2 separate regions of the Zea mays genome follow, and region 2 is linked to region 1. The links are chromatin contacts, called in public Hi-C maps. All regions are on one chromosome and are shown on one strand. The core of a region is the stretch at or near the end of the contact, and the rest is flanking DNA. Distances in the headings are between cores, read along the strand shown. Region 1 holds the start of LOC100192089 (CHY-type/CTCHY-type/RING-type Zinc finger protein). Region 2 holds the start of LOC103631716 (pheophorbide a oxygenase, chloroplastic).

Region 1 (6,681 bases), core at 3,615-6,114:
TTGTTATTTAACTGCAAGAAACTAAAGAGGCTATCGGCAGGCACTAAACACCAACTGCTTGTAGGATGCAAATCAGGAACGAGAACCATCAAATCAATCTTTCGGATGGAACAGAGTGTACGCTAAGCTTTATATATTTACAGTTTTGAAGTAATATTATGGTATTTAATGATACCGTGGTATTAAATACCAAAGGTGTCTGATAAAACATAGTTTTAAGTACCATAGTTAATCTAAAACTGTAGTATTTTTAGAGTTTGAAACTCCACTTATGAGATCAGTTTTTCTCCGTTTTCTCTGTGCATGGCTCCTCCCCCACACCCACGCCACAGTTATGTTACGTTGCTTTTGAAAACCATAGCACATTATTTGCTTCAACCAATCGGACCCCAATATGTTTGGAAACCGTGGTTTTGAAAACCGTAGTATTTTTGACATTAACAAATGTAAACCATAGTATCTCAAAATCATTGTATCCAAAAAGTTTATTACCAACACGCTCTACATGGTTCCATATGTCACCTAAAGGTTCGTTGGAAGCTTCAGGTTCTGAAGAAACCCGCAATACAGAGATTTGTTGATTGTTTGCAACAGAATTTGTAGTGCAAATTTAGTACGGATGTTGTTTCGTGCAACTAAAGAGGACACGTAAATATTTGTATATGAAAATAAATAGCAAAATCAAAGTGGCGCAGCGGAAGCGTGATGGGCCCATAACCCATAGGTCCCAAGATCGAAACTTGGCTTTGATATGTTTTTTTCCTTTTCATTTTTTGCTGTTCTATCTTTACACTTGTGTCGTTCACGCTGTTCTATATTTAGCAACCATACGTTTGTCCTGTCCCATCAATCCAATGCTGAGGAAGAGTTGGAATTACTGCCTTTTCACTTGTGTCGTTCACATCTATTTAATATTTTATCATTTTTCGTACAAGATCATCTTTTTACTGTGCTAGCATTTACGCACTATAGATATTTGAATTTATTTGATTCAAGGTTGAAGCAAGCTCAATTAAATATAAGAAAAACAACGTGCGAACTCTCCATCATTGGCACAAGCACCGCGCAACAAAAATATGTGTGTATATATAGCAACAAAAGAAATGTATATACCCTGTCCGCTGCGCCAAATTCTTCTTTGCGAAGGCATAGCATATGATACATCTACATATGACAGGCCTAATACACGTACTCAACTGCCGGCACCAATCGTGTCCATGCGCAATGGTAGTCTTTAATTTCCTCCATGCAAGCTACCTATCGATCGACCGCACAACCCCACGAGTTTATGTGCAGTGCAGTACTGCAGTTTTATTTGCTCTCAAACTCTAGAGCATGCGGCTGGATCGCCCCTCGTCTGCCGGGTGTTGTAAGAGCTGCATCCAGGGCACTTGTGCGCCAAGATGTGGAACTGCACGTTGGACGTCACGCCACAGTCGTTGCAAAGGATCCATACCTGAATGAGAACGCAGGAACAAGGCTGAATGCTGCCAGTTCGACAGAGAAACAACCCAGGGGGAGGCAGACAGAGACAGAGGAGGGGCCTTCTGCTCTGAAGAAACGAGTGCGTCCTTACCATCTTCTTCTGATAGATCGCTGGCATCGGGGACGCTGCAACCTGAAGGAATGAAACGGTTTACTTGGACTGGTCTGGTGCCTGAAGTCGCAGGATGAGATCAAGACGACGCGTGGTCGGGGGGAGAGGAAGAAGCTGTGTACCTGCTGATCCAGCTTTTGCCAGATGTCGGACATGTTGCAGGCAGACCTCAGGCACACCGGGCATGAAAACCTGAGGAAGACAAGATCGCAAGAATCGGATTAGCTTGGACGTCCACGGCCTAGAAACGCGCCAGGCTAGTAGTCCCTGTGTCAGGTGGACCGGAGGCTTACTGCTGGTGCGCTCTCATCTCGTAAAGGCATTCCAGGTGGATGGTGTGTCCGCAGTGGAGCACGCTGATAGCTTTCATCGAGTCGAATAGATACTGTGGCCAGAAGCTGGTTAGCTAGGGGACGAGTTATCTATCTTTCTACTGAAATTTCAAGAGATGTAGAGATGCTCATGCTGTTTCTGAAAAGCATGTACTCGCCTCCATGCAGACAGGGCAGTTGTGATGCATAGCTCCGTCCACGCAGCGGTGAGAATCCTTCAGCGTAGTGGTGTAGCAGCATCCTGTAATAGAACAGACCCACAGACAGAACATACTTTTTTCATTGGGACTTCAAACCAGTAAAAATAGGTATTAGTTCTTGCTCGAGAGGGAGAAAAATAGATGAACAGAATACTTAGCAGGAAACAACCATACCACATCTGCCACAGTGATAGAAATTCTCTGCGCCACCAGTCCTGCAAAAAAAAATAGAAATGATTATATCTAAGGTCAGCACTAACAGGAGAAACCAGAAGGTTAATACTCCATATTTCAGAAGGCTCATGACATTACTGAAAAAGATTTAACACTACTTGCCTGCATATGCCGCACCCATCGCAGTGAAATTGGTTCTTCGACACCTGAAATGCCAGGGAACGCGACAACAAAACCGGAGAAAACAGAAGAGGGAACACTTCTGAAATTACATCTAAATTAGCGCGTAAAATCCCATCGGCCACTTCGCTTAACACATCAAAAAAAGGGGGGGAGAGCTTACATCGTCGTCGAAGAAGTTGCATTTCGCGCAGAAGTATTTGCCGAGACATGCTCCGCAGTTCGCACAGTCTTGCTGCACCTGTCGACAGACGAGATGGGTTTTTTTTTTCATGTGGTGTGTGGCAGGTAACACCAACAGTGGCCGAAGAACACTGTCCCTGCTTCGTCAGGGAACTTACATCCTGTTCTTTGTTGCAGAGAGAGCAGATAACCTGTAATGTTCAAAAAAAGAAAAAAAGAGAAAGATAGGAGTAGTATCACTATACGCCACTGACAGAAAAAGGCTCATAATGATCCGGACGATTTATAAAGCAGAAAAGAAAGGGGCAGTGACTGATATCCGTTATCTGCAAGAACTGACGAAATGAAGAGCAAGCTAATCTGTATCTTGTGCAAAGTGTCCTATGCTGCTGGGATAATCGGTCCCCATGGGGCAGTATATCATATTATTTCTTTTTTTTGTTTCTAGTGTGAATGTGATTACGTGAATATGGGTTGGTTCTTTTGTAGTGGTCTCATGTATGTAGAGCAGGCCAATAAGAAAAAAACAAGGCCTCCTCCTGTCACTGACCAGCTTGATGTCGTGACGGGGAAGCACGTGGCGGTCGTGGACGCTGACCTCCAGCGAGTCCTGCAATGAGGAAACCAAGCTACCTGACTCACACCACTGGGGTGAATGAATGTGCATTTGGATGAAGCATGACCGATGCAACTCGAGACTTGACCTTGGCTTCGTTGTGGCAGTGCCTGCAACCAAATACCTCGCCGCAGCACGGCGCCCTTATCTTGCACCCCCTCCTGTAGTGCACGCACCTGGCGTCCCGGGATCACGCAGGCAGAGAGAGGTCGGTTGCAAAGAAGAGAGAAATTTAAACCATGCATGGGCATGGCCTAGCCCTAGCTTGGGAAATGGCGGCTTCACTGTTTACCCGTGTTGCTCTGGTCCGGCGTCACCGTCCATCGCTCGCGCCTTTCTTCTTTGTTGTTGCTGTGTTCTTTTCTGATCCCAGACTAGGATACCGTAGGTCGATGCATGCACCTGGACGAACAAAGGCAAAAAGGAATTCGTCAAAGAGAATTTTCAGAGCCCGCCTGCTTCTCTTCCAGGGCCGGCCCGGCCCTGAGGGTGTGCGACCGCTCAGGGCCCCCAAAGTCCGTAGGGCCCTCGTTTATCCATCTTATATCCAAATACATATACGTTACATATAAATCTCCATTCTCATTCTTTTGTTGCGTCTTTTTGATTTTCTGGCAATCATTTTCGAGGTCGCGCAACAGTCTGCTTGATGACAAATACTAAAATTGACGTGGGAAGGACAGAAGGTGTTGTACACATGTACCTGTCATGTTGCTTAATTCTTAATTCTAGCCTATCAGAGGGCCGACCCTAATAACCTACATTGCTTAATCCTAGATTAGTATGCTAAACTTTGTTTTAAGAAATTTTGCTCTAATGTATTTAGATTTGGTTTACTATGCATTTTAAGGTTTAGGCTAGTTTGACAAATTAAAAGTAAAAATACTCTCTTAAAAGTCAAAACAAATGCAGAGTTATATTACATAATTTGTATAATTTTACGACTCATAAACTAATGTAACAGTGTCTTCAGTCATATCATTTTGAATAAAATTGTGTAAATCATCAACTTCTTTTATTTTTTAGATATTATTTAAAAGTTGAAAAAATATCAGACTCAAACTTTGTATAGGGCCTTCATGTAAATTTTCGCTTAGGACCCCCGAAATATCACGACCGGCCCTGTTCTCTTCCCAAAGGCAGAGGCCGGCCAGACCTTAGCTTCACCTTTACCTCCTCTGCGTCAGCTTCACGACCGCGGCCGGGGGCTTGAAGGAGCAGAGCAGCCGTCCGTCCACCGGTCCAGAAAGCCCGCGCGTGGGAGAGAGAGAGAGAGGAACACAACTGCAGGCAACAAGAAAATAAAGCCGTGCCCGTGCTACGACGAGCTCTTGTCTTGCCGACCCACGAGGCACCGTCCCAACTCCCACGCGCACCAGTATTCCACCCCGTACCGTACCGTACCTGCGTGAGGCGTGAGCGCACCGGCGAAGGCGCGAAGCAGGGGGCAGCGCCGTGGCCGGCCCGGCGGACAGCGGTTGCTTGCTCTCGCTCGGCGCTCGCTCCCCGTGCCGCGCCGCGCCGCGCCGTGGCCCGTGTCACCGTGTGCAGGGGCGTGCTGCCAACCCAATGCCACTCCGCAATCCGCTGCACGACACGGACACGGACACGGGCACGGGCTATATAGCGCTAGGCGGGCGAGCAGGGCGCAGCGTGGCGTGGAACATCGCACCGGCACCCCCAAAGAAGCAGCAGGGAGTTGCGGTTGCGTCGTGACCTTTATGTGACGCAGTAAATAAGTAGCCTGGGAGTTGGCAAAGACCGCCGTTCATTTTTTCCTGGGCGGCGGCAGCGGGCGGCCTCGCGCACGCCGAGCGCTGCGGGCTGTTGAGGCGTCAGCGTCAGAGGCGTGCACGGGTGCGGCCTGCGAGTACGCGTCGTCGGCTCGCAGGAGTCGCTTCGCTTGCTGGATGCCTCCGTCGTGTCGTGCGAGCCCGAGCCCACTTATCAGCGGCACTCGATCCGCGTCTTGGCACGATGAGGAGCAGGGGAAATATGAGCAGCTGACCGAAGGGTCCCACGGATGCCACGTTGACCCCACACCTGATTGCCTTTGCCTCGGCCTTCCTCTGCCGCCCATCGATGCGTCACAACTTTTAACCAGCAGTACTCCTGTAGGACCTGTACGCTATCTTCTTGAGCGCTAAACCTGCAAGTTTGCCCCAAACAACATGGGGCAGAGAGAGAGACAGAGAGAATTGTTCTTCTTTTTAGCCCCACCATACGTGTGCTACAGGTGGTTTCTTCTCAAGAGAGGCCACTCTTGCTTTCTCGCGCAGGAAGCGACGGGCCTACGGAAGTGCATGCACGTACGTTTCTCTCGTAAACCTTCTTTTTAAGTTAAATGCGGCAGCCGTATTCCATACTACGCGTGGAATTCTTTTTAGAGCTAGTTTGTGAACACTGCTTTTTCTAATGGATTTTAATTTTTCTAAAACAAAATAAACTAATTTATCTACGAAAAATAAAAATCTATTGAAAAATAGGATTCCCAAACTAACCCTTATATTTAATATAATAATCCCGTCCCTTCCCTCTTTTATGAATGGATCTTTACTTATTTCTTCTCTCACGCTAACCTAGCTCGGTGTCCACAAGCGCTAAGGTCGGCATAATAGAATACATAAGGATCGATTTATTAACGAGAGAAAAGGTAAGAATGGGTTACAAAATCATGTCATACTGATATTGCTAAATTGGCATAGAAACGTTCACGCGACTGTCCAAGTTCGTAGATCTAAGTAACATATTCTTACCATTTTAAAGGCCGTGCACTAAGCCTTAGTTTGGGAACCATATTTTTCTCAAGTGATTTTCATTTTTCTAAGGGAAATTAGTTCATTTTCTCTATGAAAATTGAAATCTCTTAGAAAAATGGTGTTCCAAACTAACCCTAAAGGTTTTTTTGTTAAGCGCCCGTGGGAAGCTGAGTGAGACATGACTCCTCAGAGGCTCTACCTGAACCGGTTTATAGCGCAGTCGCGTAGATTCCATCACTCGTTCACCTCTAAATTTTCGTACTATATCACACTATGCAGCCAGATCATTTAGATTGTATCTATTATTATTTTTTCTTTCCACAGCGATTCACGGTAAATTCTCCCTCTATATCTCGTCCCAACTGTTGGGACTATGCTTCGTCGCCGAAGGTCTTGTAGGAAGAAGCAGCTTCGGCTGAAGCTGTCCGCATGAGATGACCGAAGGATCCTCTTCATGAAGCTTCGGAATTACAAACCGACTTAAAAGTAGAATGACCTTTTAGTCCATAAATGTTTGGGTCGCTGTTGTAATCCCTTATAAGGGGCATAATTGTAATTCCCCACAGGCTGTGTCCTGTGCCTATAAATAGTGAACAGTATTCCTTTACTGTTCACGGATTCCTGTATTTGCAATCGCATC
Region 2 (7,388 bases), core at 1,784-4,283, 160 kb before region 1:
CATAGACCAAATTTGAAGTCCAATGTTCATACCATCGAGGAACAAGCTACACCAAGAGAAAGAAGCTATCAACATTTGACTGTACACATATAAATTCAAACATGACCAAGTAATAAACTCTGCCAATAATATATGCCTACAGTAGGGACTAGGGACCTTTGCCTTGTTTCCCACAAAAACGCGAGAACAAGTTCGTTTTAGCAGTTAAAAGATTATGTTGACAAAACAAATAGGAAAACAAAGCTTAAGTAAAGGAAACACTAAACACACATGTACCTGCCACCATGCTTTTCCTGGCATTGTGAACTGGAAAAAGTTTCGAGCGCTACAGACAATAGAACGAGTCTTCCCTGGGGCCATTGGAATGTTGAAAGAGCAAATCCATATGACCCATTTCTGGTCGCCAAAAATGGGTAACTTTGTGTCTATCTCTATTCTGTACAAGCCAGTTAACAGAAGTTCAGAACCGTATAACGACTGAATTGCTTAAGTGGTAAATAAGAATCACTCCACACTCAAAGATGACCAGGTACTTTTCTGAAACTTACTTGTTTAATGCATAACAAGGGGCCTCAAAAGTTGCAGTAATGCGAGGATTACCAGAATTTGCTCCTGAGTAACCCCAGGCACCACTTGATTCCATCCTGAATGTCAAAGGCCTGGCTCTATCTCTTCGTCCAGTAACCTGTGAAGAGTTAAAATCTGAAACATGAGTGGATTTGCTGAAACCATGTATCCCGAGAAAATAAAGCATTTTGTTTGTCTATGCTGCCGGCACAAGTTCATGACACACAGATAGCACAATTAACTCAGCCAGTCATTTATAGGGTTTGGTTTGAGGAGCCACTCCATTCTAAATGTGGTGATGCATCATGAGTCAATTCCTTAAATTTGGTTGAATGACCCCATTCTTCATACTAGTACTAACTACTAGTCTGAGGAATGATGTGATAATGCACTGACCAACCTACTCCATTCAACAAACCAAACAAAGAAAAGAGGAATGAGTGGGTGAACTAACTAATCCCTCAAACCAAACACCCTATTAATGCCTGTTCAGACTAAGCAAGTAGCGTAAGTAAAAAAGAATAAAACTATGATGCAAAAATATATATGGGTGCATCCACAGTTAAGATCTAACAGTTAGGGTTTGGTTCCTTTAGTCCAGGGACGAAAGTTTAGTTAGAAGACTAAAATTTAGTCCCTACCCTGTTTGGTTCTAAAAACTATAAGTATTCAAAACACATTAAATGAATCATAAGAAGACCAAAATACTCCTTAACATCCTCCCGCCATTAGTGCAACTGAAATGAAGGAGGGCCAAAAAGTGGATTTTTATGGTTTAGCCCCTTAGAGTCATCCCTTGAGGGACTAGAGACTAGAACAGTTTAGTCCTTGTTTTAGTCCCACCGTTTGTCAATTTATGGACTAAATGGGACTAAAATGGAGGCACTGATATTTAATCCCTCAAACCAAACGGGACCTTAGTTAAACTTGCACGCTGGCAATCAGAAACGATAAGAGGCCAGACTCAGACCATTCAGCCCTTTTGCCCATTATAAGTCATTTCTGAGGAATTTCAATGCAGCATAAGTAAAAAAGAATAAAACTATGATGCAAAAAAAATATATGGGTACATCCACAGTTAAGATCTAACAGTTAGTTAAACTTGCACACTGGCAATCAGAAACGATAAGAGGCCTACACAATTAAACAGTATTGAGGTGGTGATTTTTTAGCAAACTACACAAATTGGTTGCAACAAAACATCTTTCCTCGAATCACCAACTTTCAACTGAAAAATACTATCATGGTGCTTAAGTGTGGCAAGCAACTAAGCTTTCTCACTGTACCAAGTACCTTGTGGTGAGCAAATTCTATATGGGACGGATCAGAGACGTTCTCCATCAACGTATCATAACCATAGAACAAGTCCCTCTGGATTGTCACCGTGGAGAAGGCCGGGTCCTCAAATTCTTTCGGCAACCTGAAACCAAACAAGATCGAATTCAGACACCGAAATGCAAAACTGAATCCAACCAATTAGCCGCAGTCCAAAGTCTGACTCTACGCACATTGGAGGCTTGGTGGCGGCCGCTTTCTCCCACCCATTCTCATCGGGCCACACGAAGAGCAGCCCCTGGGAGACGAGGGTGGGGAACTTGATCGCGCACGCCTTCGGTGACCGCACCGCACGGGCCTCAGGACCCTCGGGCATGGCCTGGGGGATCTTGGTGCAGGCGCCGGAGCCATCGAATGACCATCCGTGATACGAGCACTGCAAGCACCCCGTCTCATCGATCCTGCCCTCCTGCACATGCCCAGACCAAAATTAGCCGAAACGAGGAAGAGATCCGGTAGGACACGGATGAGGCGAGGAAGGGATGCGGGTCGCCGTACCGAGAGCGGGGCAAGGCGGTGGGGGCAGCGGTCGTCGAGCGCGACCCACTCGCCGGACTTGGGTTCCTTCCAGATGACGAGGTCGCGGTTGAGGAGCTGGAACGGGGTGGGGCGGCTGGGGTCGAGGTCCTCGACGAGGGAGACCGGGTACCAGTGATCCCTCCACGAGAACTTCTCGCCGGACTCGGGCGCCGACGTGCTCGGCTCCGCCTGCTCCGCCGCTTCCCCTGGGACGGACGTCGGCGCCGCCACGCGGAGGCGGGTCCGAGAACGACCGCCCACGCGGAGGCGGCCTCCAGCCAGCGGCACGGCGAGCGAGGGGAGCCGCGGCGTCACCAGGAGCGACAGGGCTGGGATTGTCGCGCGCATATTCTCCCCGCACGTGTCGACGTGAAGTGAAGTGAAGAGGTTTTGGCTTTCGCGTTGGGAATTCTTCGCCGCGCTGGCTATATGCTTGGCGGCCGGAGTCGGTGGTTGGAACGGTGCAGATCTTCTAGACTGGGCAAGAACAGAGTTCTGCCACGGCAACGGGGAGAAACCTGGTTTTGGCGCAAGAAAACCAGTGGACAAACAAGAAAATTCCGGGATTTTCCCACGCTGGGGAGTGAACGCGAGGGAAGAACTAGTAGGGCTGGGCAAAAAACCCGTAACCCGAAACCCAAACCTGGAATACCCGAACCCGAACCCGAAATACCCGAAACCCGAATTTTGTTTGGGAATTTCGGGTAGCAACTTGCAAAACCCGAAATTATTTCGGGTAATTCGGGTATCACAATCGGGTACCCGAAATACCCGAATTACCCGAACTTTCATGTGTCATGTACTCATGTCATGCTTAATAATTAATTTGTACATCTATAATTATGTGTAAGTGTGCATAACTTGGGATTGTAGATTGTTTGTGTTTTATATGTCCATGTATATCATTATTCAAACTATATTTTTATACTAATTTAATAGGGTGTATGTGTTTTTATGAAGCCAACACAATAGTTCGGGTAGTTTGGGAATACCCGAACCCGAACCCGAAATTCCGGGTACCCGAAATTCCGGGTATTGAAAAATCCGTTGTAATTTCGGGTATTGATTCTCAAAACCCGAAATTTAAAAAACTTGAATTACCCAACCCGAAAATTTCGGGTAACCCGAACGCCCACCCCTAAGAACTACTGATACGGTTCGGCTAGGGAGAATACATTGTACACATGGTGAGCGCAGTGTGGTTGCGTCACGGCAGGGAAGGGAGGAAGGGCGGGGAAGGAGGACAATTGTACGCGACCACGCATGGCGCTTTGCGGCATTTGTGCGGTGGAGCTTGCATTGGGCCAGCTAGCCGTCCCCACCGGGACGAATGCGCCGCGCGGAGGGGAGACCTGACCGGCGGTGAGAACGACACGAACCCACCCGTGGGCCGTGGCGGAATCCACCCCGCCGGATGTTTGCAATTCGCATCTTGCTGAGTAGCTACAAAGTTGAATAGATCAAATTCGAATTTGTTTACCAGTTCTACTACTACTTCCGTCCCTCAACCTATAGTAACCATTATAAGAGCATCTCAACTCATTTCAAAAAAACTTTCTAAATTCAGATTTAGCGAGCTGCTAAATATATACTGAAAAAACTGTCAAATCAGTTTTTCTAATTATTACTTGGAATTTTAAATTTAGTTTCATTTGTATGGTAAAGCTATCTTTAGACTTGTCAAATGAGGATGGTACATTTATAATTTTCGCGGCTTAAATCATTTAAAGTGTGTCACTTGTATACGAGCGCGATCCCGATGGTAGGCAAGTGAGTTTGCGATGCAGTTGACAAGCAAAATAGTTTATATGTAGATCTGGTTTAAATGTGATAATTATTTAAACATGTTCTAATAATACTAACTATAAAATAAGTCGACATATTTCAACTGATATCATTTAAATACTAAGGTAGTCATGCTATTTATCCGTAATAGTTTAAACCATGGTCCTGTTTGGTATAATTTTTTTTCTAAAGAATTTTTTTAAGAATCTAAATTTCTAGATAATCTAGCTGGCACGAGAATATAAATATCACGAGACTTGCGTTTGGAGAAAGATGAATATGTGTGCATGGTTTAGGTTTTAGAACGATGGAGTCTTCCTATCGTGACGACTTAAAGAAATATACATTCATATTGATTTAGATAGTTTTCACAGAAATGATACTCACATGAGCGGCCAAAAAAACAAAGCATTTGACTGCCACAAACTGATTGCGATGGCCATAATCTCCAGCCAGCGCTAGTGCCAACGTCCCGCCTTCCTCCTCCAACAGAACTGCGCGCGAGGAAAATACACGTGGGAACCAGCATGCGCAGAGGACGATTGGGAACAATGCTTGACGCGTAATATGGGGAGGGGAAGGGGGACTGTTGGGAGGCTCAAAACGTTTTTGGAGTTGATTTACGGGTTTTCTTGAAGATGCTCTAACCAAATATCCACAGCCACACCTCTGGCGAAATGAATCGGAATACTATCCACATATTAGAACGAACATGAACAAACACCTTGTTTAAAACAACTATGTGCGACATCAAAAGCTCTTAAGTTTGACTAGACTTACTAAAAATATAAGATTTTATATATTTTATTAAACCTATCATGTATCAGAAGTACTTTTATATAGTTGGTCAAGATTTTAAAAGATAGTGCTCTTCAAAAAGCAAGACATTTTAAAAAATGGAGATATAGTACTTTTTAGACGAAGAGAGTAGTAACTAAAATGTAAACTACTAGACAAAAGAATGTTGGCTCAGTCGGTGCAACAAAAAATAGAAACAAAATTAACCTTCTAGTTAGCATGCTAGGGCGCTAGGCTCTAACAAAAATTAGACATCATTAGTCCATATCCAGATTTCCTTATCTTTAAAGCCCGACGGAAACGGCCCCAACTAGCATATCATTCCGTGCATGCGTTCGATCCTTCATCTCCGTCTTCAATCGCTCCAGCTCAATAAGTCTCTAGATGTTTCTGACGGACATTTCGTCTTTTCTATGTTGGCTTCGTTTTTGGAGGACTTTCCATCTACTTAAATATGGTCACGCACAGATCTACTTAAATATGGTCACGCACAGATTTTCAAACACGGCTGTAACACGCGAGCAAGACACGCACAATACACTAGTGTATCATATCGTCAAAGAATATCTTGCGCCCTCAATGGCAGCCAAGATCCTAGGATAGTTTCTTCCTCAGCATGTTTGAATTTTGAAATGTGTGGTGACAATTGTAATCTCACATAGAACAGATTAAACATGATTCCAGCACTACCACATATCCAGATGTACCATATCGTCAAATGATATCTTGCGCCCTCAATGACAGCCAAGATCCTAGGATAGTTTCTTCCTCAGCATGTTTGAACTTTGAAATGCATGGTGACAATTTTAATCTCACATAGAACAGATTAAACCTGATTCCAGCGCTACTAACCAGAATCACAATCACAAAGATCACATCGCACAGATTAAATGTCAGCACAAACAGATCGCCACGCACACACCAAGTCGACCCAACTAGATCCCAAGTTTCCAACTAACAGCCAGAGGGATTAATCAACACAACAGCTACGCCCCTTTTAGAGATGAAAAGAGGGCTAGGGGTTTTTAACATTCCTGGTCGCCAGCAGAGGCTTCACTTGGGCAGCACATGCGCGGCAGCCGCTTCCTCCTGCTGCTGCTGGTAGTTGATCGGGCGGCGGAACAGCATGATGTGCGGCTCCGGCCGGTGGATCGCGTAGTGCACCCACCCGCGGCTCTGCTGCACACCCACCAACCGCCACTGCTTCTGCACAGGAGAGGGGGGGGGGGGGGGGGGGGGGGGATCCCCCACAAAGGCCAGGCATTAGACAACCAAAGCAACAGGACGAGAACGCAATCTATAGGAATGCGGGTGAAACTGCAGGCGTTTTACCTCGGAGAGAAGGATGTTCCTGGGGAGGAGCTTGGCGACCTCGGGCGGGAGGACGACGTGCCTGCGCGGATAAAGGGGATCCCGATAGGGTTTTGCCAACCATCAATGACGGAAAAGATGTGGAAGGGTGAAGATCGTGAAGGCGAGGGTTTCACATCTACCTGTATTCATAGGTGTCGTCGTAGTACTTCTCGGAGTACTGGATCTGCTCCATGTCTACCAAGACTTCTCGATCAACTTTCCTACAGAAAATCCCCAAACTTGCAGTGAAATCCCCAAGCCAACTACCGAATCGGGAAACGACCAGAACAAAGACACGACAGACAGAGGAACATTTCGCGGAGAAGACAAGAAATTGGAGGATTTGGGGTGAGAAGGCAACGGGCGTCGGGACGTACCTTATAGTATCTCCTACCATTCCCCCTCTCAAAGCCCCGCTATTTATACTTTTTATTCATATTTAAATATTATTTTATCTTCTCTCTTATCATTCTTCCTATTCAGTTTTCTTTTTATCTTTTAACTGAGCAATTTAACTTTTTTTACATTTGTTTTTGGAGTTTCAAAAAACACTGCCATATTTATAGTAATAATACACATTGTTATCTGCTAGTAAACTCAAAAATAATTAATTTCATAATTATTATTATTGATTAGTGGAGAGGGGAAGACTAGAGCTTCCCTCTCCAAGGGGGAAATATTCTCCACGCCCGCGAGAGGGCAGGCAAGGGCGCCGTTGGAGCGGCGAGGTGGCGTCCCCGCCCTCCATTCTTTCAGGTTAGGTGTCGAGGGGCACTGTTGGAGTCCCCCTTAGGGTTAATTTGGTGACAAGGGGATCCCGAGAGGATTATAGGGGATTGAGTGGGAAATAAACTAATTTCCCCCTCAATCCCCTTCGATCCTCCCGGGATCCCGGGTCACCAAATCAGCCCTTAGGGTATCTCTAACCATTCTCTCTCTCAAATCCCCCTAATTATACTTTTTTCATATTTACATACCTCCCCCTCAACTATTCTTCCCCCTATTCTATCCCTTCTCCAACCATTCCTTTT

The links. A called contact is a pair of places that touch in the nucleus more often than the background predicts.
Region 2: a Hi-C map of leaf shows a contact between it and region 1, with 6 times the contacts expected there. The contact joins the promoter of LOC103631716 here to the promoter of LOC100192089 in region 1. A contact is called at or near these places in 3 of 25 Hi-C or Micro-C datasets (bundle sheath, ear and leaf).

The regions. Positions count from the first base shown.
Region 1 is chr1:10,039,646-10,046,326 of Zm-B73-REFERENCE-NAM-5.0, reverse strand. LOC100192089 (CHY-type/CTCHY-type/RING-type Zinc finger protein) reads right to left here and starts at 4,864. Exons shown (of 12, transcript NM_001137512.1): 1 at 4,687-4,864; 2 at 3,575-3,684; 3 at 3,371-3,458; 4 at 3,217-3,276; 5 at 2,825-2,857; 6 at 2,466-2,724; 7 at 2,304-2,344; 8 at 2,088-2,170; 9 at 1,891-1,982; 10 at 1,720-1,789; 11 at 1,577-1,618; 12 at 1,021-1,456. The coding sequence starts at 2,695. The coding sequence ends at 1,322. TRNAM-CAU (transfer RNA methionine (anticodon CAU)) reads left to right here and starts at 681; the gene lies at 681-752.
Region 2 is chr1:10,192,820-10,200,207 of Zm-B73-REFERENCE-NAM-5.0, reverse strand. LOC103631716 (pheophorbide a oxygenase, chloroplastic) reads right to left here and starts at 3,033. Exons shown (of 7, transcript NM_001365161.1): 1 at 2,401-3,033; 2 at 2,076-2,311; 3 at 1,861-1,987; 4 at 549-685; 5 at 277-436; 6 at 1-46. The coding sequence starts at 2,769. LOC100282062 reads right to left here and starts at 6,749. Exons shown (of 3, transcript NM_001154975.1): 1 at 6,498-6,749; 2 at 6,337-6,397; 3 at 5,782-6,210. The coding sequence starts at 6,550. The coding sequence ends at 6,058.